Linked DNA regions of Zea mays: all the other regions are linked to region 2. The links are chromatin contacts, called in public Hi-C maps. All regions are on one chromosome and are shown on one strand. Each heading gives the region's core, a stretch centred on a gene start, on an enhancer-like site or on the middle of the called end of the contact. The rest is flanking DNA. Distances are from core to core; before and after follow the strand shown.

What was found. Hi-C and Micro-C count contacts between places; a contact is called where the count stands out from the background.
Region 1: a Hi-C map of leaf shows a contact between it and region 2, with 8 times the contacts expected there. The contact joins the promoter of LOC100276934 here to the promoter of LOC100381352 in region 2. A contact is called at or near these places in 5 of 25 Hi-C or Micro-C datasets (bundle sheath, ear, leaf and 1 more) and 1 of 3 datasets of contacts at active chromatin or transcription factors (leaf).
Region 3: a contact with region 2 is called in a Hi-C map of leaf, with 4 times the contacts expected there. The contact joins the promoter of LOC103648268 here to the promoter of LOC100381352 in region 2. A contact is called at or near these places in 3 of 25 Hi-C or Micro-C datasets (all in leaf) and 1 of 3 datasets of contacts at active chromatin or transcription factors (leaf).

The regions. Positions count from the first base shown.
Region 1 is chr2:240,759,582-240,762,996 of Zm-B73-REFERENCE-NAM-5.0, reverse strand. It overlaps LOC100276934, which reads right to left and starts at 1,661. Exons shown (of 4, transcript NM_001150626.2): 1 at 1,265-1,661; 2 at 986-1,164. The coding sequence starts at 1,621.
Region 2 is chr2:240,923,567-240,927,220 of Zm-B73-REFERENCE-NAM-5.0, reverse strand. LOC100381352 reads right to left here and starts at 1,983. Exons shown (of 1, transcript XM_008672760.4): 1 at 1,387-1,983. The coding sequence starts at 1,942. The coding sequence ends at 1,562. LOC103648272 (Fanconi anemia group D2 protein homolog) reads left to right here. Exons shown (of 31, transcript XM_020548742.3): 25 at 27-137; 26 at 254-314; 27 at 458-513; 28 at 598-654; 29 at 740-860; 30 at 1,049-1,250; 31 at 2,940-3,456. The coding sequence ends at 1,242.
Region 3 is chr2:240,794,157-240,797,713 of Zm-B73-REFERENCE-NAM-5.0, reverse strand. It overlaps LOC103648268 (9-cis-epoxycarotenoid dioxygenase NCED4, chloroplastic), which reads right to left and starts at 2,230. Exons shown (of 1, transcript XM_008672757.4): 1 at 77-2,230. The coding sequence starts at 2,080. The coding sequence ends at 353.

The sequences.
Region 1 (3,415 bases), core at 412-2,911, 160 kb after region 2:
CGCCTTACTGATGAATACTCCTCAAATGCCCATGCACGGAACCAGTTACTGCCACCAGAACTGTTATTTTTGCTCTCTGATAATTCCTTACAACATTACATTCTAGCCAGTGATAACATTCTTGCCGCTTCAGTTGTTGTGAGCTCAACTGTTCGATCTTCCTCAGTGCCTGAGAAAGTAGTCTTCCCTGTTATTACAGATACGAAAACATCAGTGGCTGACTTGTCTCCCCTTTGCGCTATCAATCTTGAAGGGAAGGTAAATGGAGCTGTGGAAACATGCAGAAGGGAAGACAACTGGGTGATGTGTAAGCGTTTCAGGACATATTTCAACTTCTCACATACCATGATAGCTCAGAGACTTGACCCAGATGAATGTGATTGGGCATATGGTACGAATATAATTGATCTGGCAGTTTGGAGGAAGACAAGCATCAGGGATACATACCATTTATGGTTGAACGAGAATCTAAAATCTGGTCTTACACTCTGGAAATTTGGTACTTTACCACCAGCCCTTCATACTTGTCTACACTATTATTGTCTACACTATCTACGGCTTGGGGGCAAGCCGTATTTCAAGCGGTGGGGAATGTCAGCACATCTGCACGTGGGGAATGGATAGGTGGCGAGGATCACATAAAGGAAGCGGAGGATTCAGCAACAACAAGACAGGCAATGTCGCAGTCGCCCGCTCGGAGGATAAGGAAGCCGTATTCGTATGTGATTGGGCCGCAGTGGGTTGTGTAACTCGTTTTGTAGTGGTCCATTAGCGAGTCACACATATATATGTTCAGTGGCTTACTCTTGTTGGGGGATATGAATAGAATAACAATACAACTGTCGTGTTGCCTATCTTCTTCTTCTCCAAGTCTCCAATCTCTGTTGCTTTCTCTCTTCCCTGCTATCTATCTAGAAGCTTCTGTGACGCTAACAACCACCATGAACAAACTAGACCAAGACCAAGAAAGGAAAACGTTACTCACACGTCGGTCAGCTTGTCGAGGCGCACGTAGACGTATCCCTTGGGCGACACCTTGAAGGCGAACATTGCGATGTCATCCCCAAAATGGCCGGCGAGAACCTCCTCGGCCGCCACGAGGGCACGCTCGCCCCAACCGACGCCCCGCAGCGCGACCCCGCCGCCGTCCCCGCCGTCGCCGATCTGGAGAAAAGCGCTGGTGATCAGAAACGCACTTCGCAAGCCGCAAGGAGGATGGAGGACCAGGCGGCCAGGCCAGGGTCGCCGAACCGGACGTCGCTACCTCGGGCTCGTAGCCGTCGTCCTCGCTGTCCTCCCACTCCACCGCCCACTCCTGCGCCTCCTCCTCGCTGTCCGCTGCTGGCCCGCGCCCGCCGACACCGCCCCGCGCGGCTTCGCTCGCCAAGAAGCGCGTCTGCAGCTGCGCGCGCACGCGCACGCGCACCGCCGCCGAGGGCAGCGAGTGTAGAAGGCGCCGGGAGCGAGAGGCGAGCGGAAAGGGAGACGTGGAAGCACGGCTGAGGCTGGAGAGCGAGGAGGCGGCGGGCGAGGTGGAGGGGAAAGGGGAAGCGCGGCGGAGGCATTTCGTCCAGCACCTTGCCGGCAGCTCGCGCAGCACCCGTGCGCGAGCGGCGGCCATCCTGTCCGGTTCTACTCCGTATGATGGGTCAACAGTTGAACGGATGTTTCGGCGGGGCATTGGGATGCTACATGTGGCTGGGCTCTCGCGGGCTTTACCTTTGCTCGGGAAAAGATTACTTGGGCCATTTACCAGTGTTGGCCCATTTTCCATTTCGATAAAAGGAAGATTCGGTGGTGTTGCTCGGGTCACTAGCCATGTACCTAATGCAGTGGCCTGTTTTGTCCTATCTAACATATGATCAGAATAGACTGTAGACTATATTTTATGTCTAAATTTGTACTACCTCCGTTCTAAACTGCTAGTTCATTTTTAACTTAAAACGCGATAAATAAAAAAGAACGTAGGGAGTAATAGATAGACTAAGAGTCTCAAAACAAGTTATCATAAGTTTGATCCCTCTTTAATTCATGTCATTTTTTTTGGTGAAGTTGCATAGACATCGTTTGATGGGGGTGCATATAAAGTAAAAATGTGTTTATTATAACTAGTTTTGTATTTTTTTTATGGGCGCGTCTGAGCATCTCAACAACATGTCCTATAAAAATGTCCTATATTTTAAAAATAAGTAAATTTTATATAATTTAGGGCACCAACAAAATATTCCACTCTAACAGTAAAAACCTTAAATCTAGATTATAGGGCAGCTCACTATGATGTAGTATATTTGAGGCACTTGAAAGTGTGTCATATATGTTTTTGACAAAAAAAATTATAAATGAGGCATTGTTGAAAAGTAGTTTTTCTGTGCAGAACATTATATTTCAACTTGAGACACTAGTTTGAGGTATTGTTTTAGATGCTCTAAACTCACTATATATATATATATATATATATATATATATATATATATATATATATATATATATATATATATATATATATATATATATATATATATATATACCTTCGCCCATGATAACAAGGGACTCTTGTGCGAAAAAGGTTTAAAATATATGTATGTAATTGGGTTCCTGTCGTCCAGTGAAGAGGCGTTGGACAGTCATTTTTGTAGTATTTCACTTTCCAGGTTTCGTTATGAAATCTCAAATATTTTGAAGTGGAAAAATGAAGTGGAAAAAAGGTACTCTAGCCATAGCTGAAAGGTAGCTATACCGAAGGGCACATGCATAAAATTAAACAACTACAACGAAGCCTGCCATACCGATAAGGCAGGGCATATTTTATTTCATTATTTCATGTAAGGGAGTTGATACATTATATTATGTTCGCATTATATATTCCGATGGAGAATATATATATATAATAACGTATGTCTGCAGCATGCATGTGAAGACCACATGGATGCATATTCTTGACGCTCTCGCGCATGGAATAATCATGCATGCATGGATCACCCCAGCTTTGCTATCTCTGCGAGGAAGGCGTCGGCATGCTCCTCCTTGACACAGCACGACAGCACGTTGACTCCGTCTCTCCCCTCGCAACGCAGGCACGCGATGCAGCCCGGGATGGGTGGCACCCCTGGCACGTGGCACATCACCCTTGCCGGCTGCCCGCTCCCGAAATCGACGTCCTCGAACCCGATGTTCCTCCAGGATGACACGCTGAACATGCCGTATCGCCCATCAAACCCTCGCAGCTGCTGGTTGTTGCTGCTCTTGCTCTTGCTCTTGCTGCTGCTTATATTCTCCTCCTCCTTGATCTCCTTCTCCTTCTCCTTGTTGACGACGAGCTGGTCAGCTACTTGCTCTTTCGCGCGTTTGATCATCTCGACGAGGTGCACGACACCCGCGCTTGCCACCGTGCTGCTCGACGCCGTGACCAGCTTGT
Region 2 (3,654 bases), core at 734-3,233:
TTTGAGTAATTTCCATCCTAATCTAGATCAAACAAGCACTGAAGGCTAGAGGATCAGTTGATACTATTCTTCAAGAGATTCAGAAATCAGTGGATGCATTTGTCTCTCTAATAGGAATGTGCAAGTCCCACGAAAAGGTTAGTTGCACCATAGTGTCTCAAACTCAAATCCCGCAAACAGTACCTTGTGCGGTTGTTTAAGTACTGAGCTTCTGGATGAAGGAGACACTACTTACACTACTCTTTAATTATAGGTTTCTATGCATGCAATGGCAGTTAAACATGGGGGGAAATTTATTGACACATTTCTGAAAGGTGAAGAATTGAGGTTCTATAAGTTCATTATGTATACAAGCCTTTAACCTTTCAACATTCAGTTGGTAACACCAATTTTGGTGTATCTTGGGTCTTGACCTTTGACAAAATAAAACATTCAATTTACTATTTGCCTTTTGCAGCCTTCAACTTTCTAGAGAGACATTTCGAGCAACATAATGACACCATAGTTAAAATGGTAAGGGTTAGTCATGTTCCTTTTGGTATCACTGATGAATTACAATGGCTGGTCAGTGTCGCTGATGAAATTATGCTGATACAGCTAAAACAACTCCAGAAAGGAACAAGAATAATCCAATCCATATGTTCAGATGCTAAGGTACAGCCGATGATTCTGTGTACAGCGTTGATACCATGAGCATTGTGCCCCGTGCTTACGGCAGTGCGCCTGCGATCTTGTGCAGGGTAACAAGCGGACAATGATCACAAGCAAAGTACCTCCTGCAAAGAGATCCATGGAGCGGTTCTTGTTCCAGGTCAAGGCGCTGCTACACAGCTGCTCCGCCGAGAAGGAATTTCAGATGGGTAAATTATTATGCAATCTCATCCATGGTTTCTTCAGCACCGTGCGTAATAGTCATGCACAAACTGCAAGTTGGCATGTCAACCTAGACCTGAGTGGTTTCGTAAGCTACCATACAAGCACACGGAGCTGTGCCTACTTCCTGCTCTAATGCCCCTCCGTCCGCTTTGTGGATTCTGAACTGTGACAGGCAATTTGAAGCACAAGGACTTGCAAGGCCATGTGGTGAGCTCTCAGGCGTATGGGAACGTGGATGAGGAAGATGAGGAGCAGACGGAGGTCGACTCCGACCTTCCAGCTGATGAGCACGATAATGGCAATGCCATGGAGGAGGATGCTGTGGAAGGTAGCAACGAGACGCCGATGGAGGAGGAAGAGGAATAGTGGCATAGGTACCAATCTGTACATCTCTTTCTCTCTAAGCCGGCCAAAAATCTGTCCCAAAAATTAACAGTTTTGTGTGTGCATTTAGTGTAGAAAAAAAGATAGGATCCCCACCAGAATCTAGGTTGCAACGTCACTTGTAAATATGGAAGTCTGAATAAGTAGTTTATATATTGCTAGCAGTGGTCGTTTCATAACCAAAACACCATTAATATTAATAGCAAACTCATAAACACAAAATGACATAGAAAGAAGCAATATTACAACGCGAGGGGAAAAGGGTGGTCCGCCTCTGGCTCGCTCTGGGAGATGACGAGATTCAGATGGCCTTTGCGGGTGGCGCGGTGGAGGCGGAGAGGTCGGCGAGGAGCGGCTCGTTGGCGGAGGCGCCGCCGGCGTTGGTGGGGGAGTCCGGGTCGTGGTTGGGGTCGAGCGCGCGGTCCATGGCGCGTCGGCCGGTCTCGAGGCAGGGCTTGCATGCCATCTCGATGGTGATCCAGCCGAGCACCACCGCGGCGATCGCGATCACCGCCGTCACCACCGCCCCCATCGCGATGAAGTATTCCTCTCGTCCTCTGCGCGGACGGCAGATCTGGTGGTGTGGTGGATGCAGTGGAGTGTCCACGGGACGGGTGCTGGGTGCGGAAACTGCGAACCAGTTACAGAGGGACAAAGGGGCCGTTGCTGTGGGTCCCGGCATGGCAATGTGGAGCGCAGCGGTTGGATTGGATGCGTCCGGGCTCGGCAGTTCCCAGGCGGATCCCCGTTGTCTTGTCCTATTACCAGCTCGTAAAGGAAACAGGTCCTTGTCATGCGAATCAAATCAAAGTTCCCCGATATGCCTACCAACCAAGCCCAGTGTGGCCCAACTAAACCCATTTCCTTTTCTTGCTCCCCACCCCCATATGCTGCAAGCCAGGGGATCACCATCAGAGCTGGTTCCCAAGGGATTGTAGGGGTTAGAATCTTTTTTTATTTAAAATTAAATAAAAAGGATAAAATTTGAAACAGATCGCATGGACAATTATGTACGATCAGTCAGCGATATTTTTTTCCCTTCGAAAAGCACGTAGATATTTTTTTTGGTCAATCCCCCACCCCACATCGTCATTCAGTTGTGTCAATTTTCATCTTTGTATGGGTAAAGTTCAGGGATCTTTATCCAGTGATGAGCTTGGCATCATCAAGTTTTTTTTTATCAGGGTACAAGGACGCCACGAACGCATACCACACACACCCGTGTGCATGTCCATAACACATACAAAAATAGATTAAGAGGCATAGATCTTTAGTGCGTGGGAACACACAATATCGACCTACGTACTGTTCCAAGTCGCGCGCGGTTTATTGGCAAAGCACAGCATGGATGGATATGCACATCTACATCCATCGTCTCTCCAAACTCTATATACACGGAATTATCGGAGATCTCTCTTGTTGCACCGTTTGCGCGCGTACGTTGCCCATGCATATGCATGCATGGCTAGCTGGCTGTACATACAGATACAGCTAGGTCGGTCGCGGTCGTACGTCGTTCACAAGATATATCAATAATAAATCAATGTAGGCCACAGGATCCATGCATTTGTATTCATGTGTGACCGTACGTACGCTCGCTTCGTGTCGTGTGTGTGGCTGAGTGAGTCCGATGGATGGCAGCCGTACGTACGCTGATTAATTTTATTTTTTGTAAATAGATTATGTAGCTCGACGGCGGAGGGTGGCGGCGGCACACGGTTTTGCTCCCACGTCGTACACGTAAGCAGTGACATGGATGGATGTACGTGGACGTTGTGGTCTCCAGTCCGTCCAGATGAATCGAAGTCGGTACTACGTACGGTCTCTGCTGCATGCTGCTGTGCATGCATAGATAGTGTATACTCTACCGCTATGCTAGGTACTGCCGAGAGCTAGTCGTCGGATCGATCGACATGTACAGCAACTGCATATATATTTGCATTGCATCAGTGGTACGTAGTCCACGTCGACTGCTGCATGCTCAACCAGCAGTGTAGCACGTACGTTCCCAGCCCGGCCAGAACAGACATCGGAAATGGCTACCTTTTGGGAGGGGGGATCGCCCGGAGTTTAGCGCAGGTACGGCGAATGACATACGCTATGCATGCACTGCTAGCTTTGACATTATTCTTGTGCATCACATATGCATTATATATGTACGCACAAAGCCAATACTACTACTATATATTTAATTTAACTACGCCACAGGAACGCATACGATCATATGCATCCGATATATAGTAATGCATGTATGGACGAAACAAAACGGGCCGGTGGACAAGCATATATATTGTTAGAACTCAGTGGTAACGAGATTGAGACAAATGGCAGAGAGAGACAGTTATTCTTTATTGCAGTGATACTTGTTTATATACAAGTGGATACAGTGTTTCC
Region 3 (3,557 bases), core at 981-3,480, 130 kb after region 2:
AATTTAGTATACTGTTAGATCTGATTGAAATTCTAGATTTTTAGTGAGTCTGGTTCATAAATTTAAACCAAACACATCTTACATGTATAATATGCATGCAAATATACATATGTGCGGGATACATATACGGTTTTTATGTATACATATACATACAGAAATAAAGAAAGACGTGTAGTTATGTACCCAAAAATCAGTCCCACACGGCCCTCTACTTCTCTAATAATGAACAAATTACTGTACTACGCAACACTAGCTGTAAATAATGGAGTTGCCACGTCACTATCAGCTAGCTACTGTAGTCTCTGTTGTGTATGTACGTGAGGTGGTCGAGTTCGTGATCGACGAGGCGGCGCTAGGCCTGCCGCTGCAGCTCCTTGCCGGCGATGAACGTGCCGTGCAACCCGTACGGGACGCGGCTCGGCAGCTTCACGGCGGCCTCGGCCCGCATGTCGCGGGCGTTGACGACGAGCATTTCCGACGCGCCGCGGCCCTCGTCGTGCACGTAGCACAGCACGTACCCGTCATCCTCCGCGGCCGGGGCGTCCGGGCGCGGCACGAAGCAGGGCTCGCCGCCGTACCGGCCCTCGCCGTAGACGAACTTCTCCACGGTGCCGGCCTCGAGGTCCACCTTGGCGAAGCCCGACACCTTGGGCCACGGCTCGGCGATGGCGAGGTAGGCGTAGCGCGTCTTCCTGCCCAGCAGCTGCCGGTTCACCATGCCGGCCTCCAGGTTCACCTGGTCGGCGTCGCTCAGGACCGCGCGCCGCGAGGACGTGCCGGTGCGCGGGTCCAGGCGGATCTCCGACAGCACGCTGCGGAAGCTCTCCTCGCCGGCGGACTCGTTGAACACGGCGTCGGCCGGGGTCATGCAGGACCCGATCACCACGATCTCGCCCGTGGCCTCGTCCTCCCACGCGTTCCAGAGGTGGAAGCAGAAGCAGTCGGGGACGTCCACCCACTGCAGCCGCGACGCGTCGGTGGCGCGCTTCGGCAGCACACCGAACCGCGCGGTCTTGTTCCTGTCGTACACCACGGGGGAGCCGCCCAGCACCATCTCCTGGAGCTTGAACACGATCTGCTGGTCGGGGATGATGGCGTGGTTCTCGGTGACGGCGAAGTCGTGCATCATGGTGGGCGCGTCGACGGGGATCTCGACGTCGGGGGACTTGCGGCCGTCGGCGGTGAAGTAGAAGTACTTGAGGAAGGGCCTGGACACGACATTGTAGCTGAGCGCGAAGAGCTCGCCGGTGGCCGGGTCCAGCTTGGGGTGCGCGATCATTGCGGCGTCGAGCTGGCCGCCGAAGTCGTAGCGCCCGGCGGTCTCGAGGTCGCCGTCGGCGGTGACGCGCACGTGGTACGGGAGGTCGTCCTCCGACATGGCGAGGAGGCGGTTGTTATGGTACACCAGGCCGGCGTTGGCGACCCCGATCCCCTGCGACGCGTCGAGCACGCCGCAGAGGGAGCGGGCCCCGAAGAGGAGCAGGCGCGCCACGCCGGAGTGGCCGTGCAGCTCGCCGATGGCCTTGGGGAAGACGGCCCTGCCGAGGGCGCGCTCCTGCCGGAGCCGCGCCGTCTCCGTGAACCGGCACGCGTAGGACTGGGCGCGGCCCCCGCGGAGCCGCACGGCGTGCAGCATGCCGTCGCCGTCGAAGAGGTGGTGCCCCGCGCGCGGCGCGTGGAGCGGGTTGGCGCCGTTGCGGACGTACACGCCGTCGAGGCACGCCGGGACGCGGCCGGACACCGGGAGCTCGCCGCTGGGCGGGCGCTCCCCGACGGGCGCGTAGTTGCCGGCGATCTGGACGGCCGGGTCGGCGGTCCGTGGCAGCGGGTGCGCGCGCTCCAGGACGCCCGCCACGAGCCCCTCCTCCAGCGCGTCGAGCGCCGCCGCGGCGAGCCGCTGGAGCGGGTTCCACTTGGCGGCCGCCTCGTGGCGCGCCGGCGTCGGAGCCGCGCGCATTGGCCGCGCGGGGACCGGGGTCCTGGTCTTGCCGGTGCTGGGGTTGAGCTGGGACTGCTTCTTGGGCCTGCCCGGCGCCGGAGCCGCCGGTGGAGCTGGAGCAGAGATGGAGGACGACGCCATTGCAGCGGAAACTAATCTGTCAGGAGCTGATGACTCTGGCCCGGCCCGATGATCGGCGGAGCCAGCTGATCGAGCCGGGGCAGAGGCTCTTGGGACGTGTATGCGCGCCGGCCTATGTGGATGGTGAGACTTGGAGTGAGAGAGAGAGGAGCGAGCTGGGGTTGGGTTTCCGGCGTGGTGGATTCGGAACGGGATTTATAGGAGGCGCTGGCCTCTGCGATGGGGAGTGAGTGGTGCAGTCAAACGGGGGACGAGGTCTCGACGACGACGTGGCGGGAGCCAAGGGCGGGAAGGGGACGCGCCGCGCGCACTGAAGCGGTGACTGGCTGTCCTCTTCTTCTCCGGGTGTTCTAGAGAGATGGATGGTTCGGTCGAGATGCTTGCAGCTGTCCCCGCGTGTCAGCCTGCACCACTAGTGCTAGTGCTAGTGCCGCCACCGCGCGCCGCACACAACTCTTCTTCCCCATGCCTGCATGTCCGTCTGCTGCCTACCTCTGCCAACTCGCCACTCTGTGAAACTGACAGTAACAGTAACATAACACCCCCGGTTGTTTAGTTTTCTTTTCCTAATTCCTTGGCGAGTTGGCATTGCCATACTTGTCAATCGTCTTCTGCTTCTGCAGCTCCAGTCGCTACGATCTCGCTGCGCTCTTGTCACCATATCATCTTCTTGCTCAGACAATATGGCTGCTACTGCTGCTCTGGTGACTATGTGCCTCAACATAATTGTGTTATCTGACATAAGGTTGTTCTGGTTTATAATAACTAGCCTATAGCCTATCCTAACGCTACGTCCTACGGTCTAGTGACAAACCTAGCCGAAAACATTATCAGGGTCATCAAAAGCAACTTTGTTATATTATGTAAAATTTTATATACTTTAACAGTGTTCTGCCAAACGATTTATAAAATTTGTCGGGGTCGGCTGACCTCAATAAACCCTTCTAGATTTGCCCTGCCATAGAGGGAAGAAGTCGACGGTGGCGGCAGCGACACGAGGGGAGGGGTTGACGGTGGCGTCGGGGACGCGGGGAGGGTAGTATGGGGGTGGCGGTGTCGCGGGGGAGTAGAGGGATGATACAAATAATATTGTTAATTGGATTTGAGTGAGTAAGGGAGACAGGGTTATCCATTGGTCTGCCCCGTTGGTATTGATGGTGCGTCAAGTCTAGGTGCAATTTGTTTAGTGGATTTAGTGAAGGTTATGGGTGTGGGATTGATTTGGTTAGGTGGGTTTTGTAAAGTTTAAACTAGTGGATTGTATAATGGTATAGATAAACTTGCTTCGAGAAGTCAGGCTGTTTTGAGCAGTACATACATCCAGGTCGCATCCGCGAAATGCTCGTCCAATAGAACTGTCACGACTACGAAAACGGTCTTTACGAGTACCCAGATTTTTTTGCAAAGGGCAACCGACTTTCGGACAATAGAACCCACAAAAACATTCGCATAAATAAAAAGTTATTTGAAGCGACGT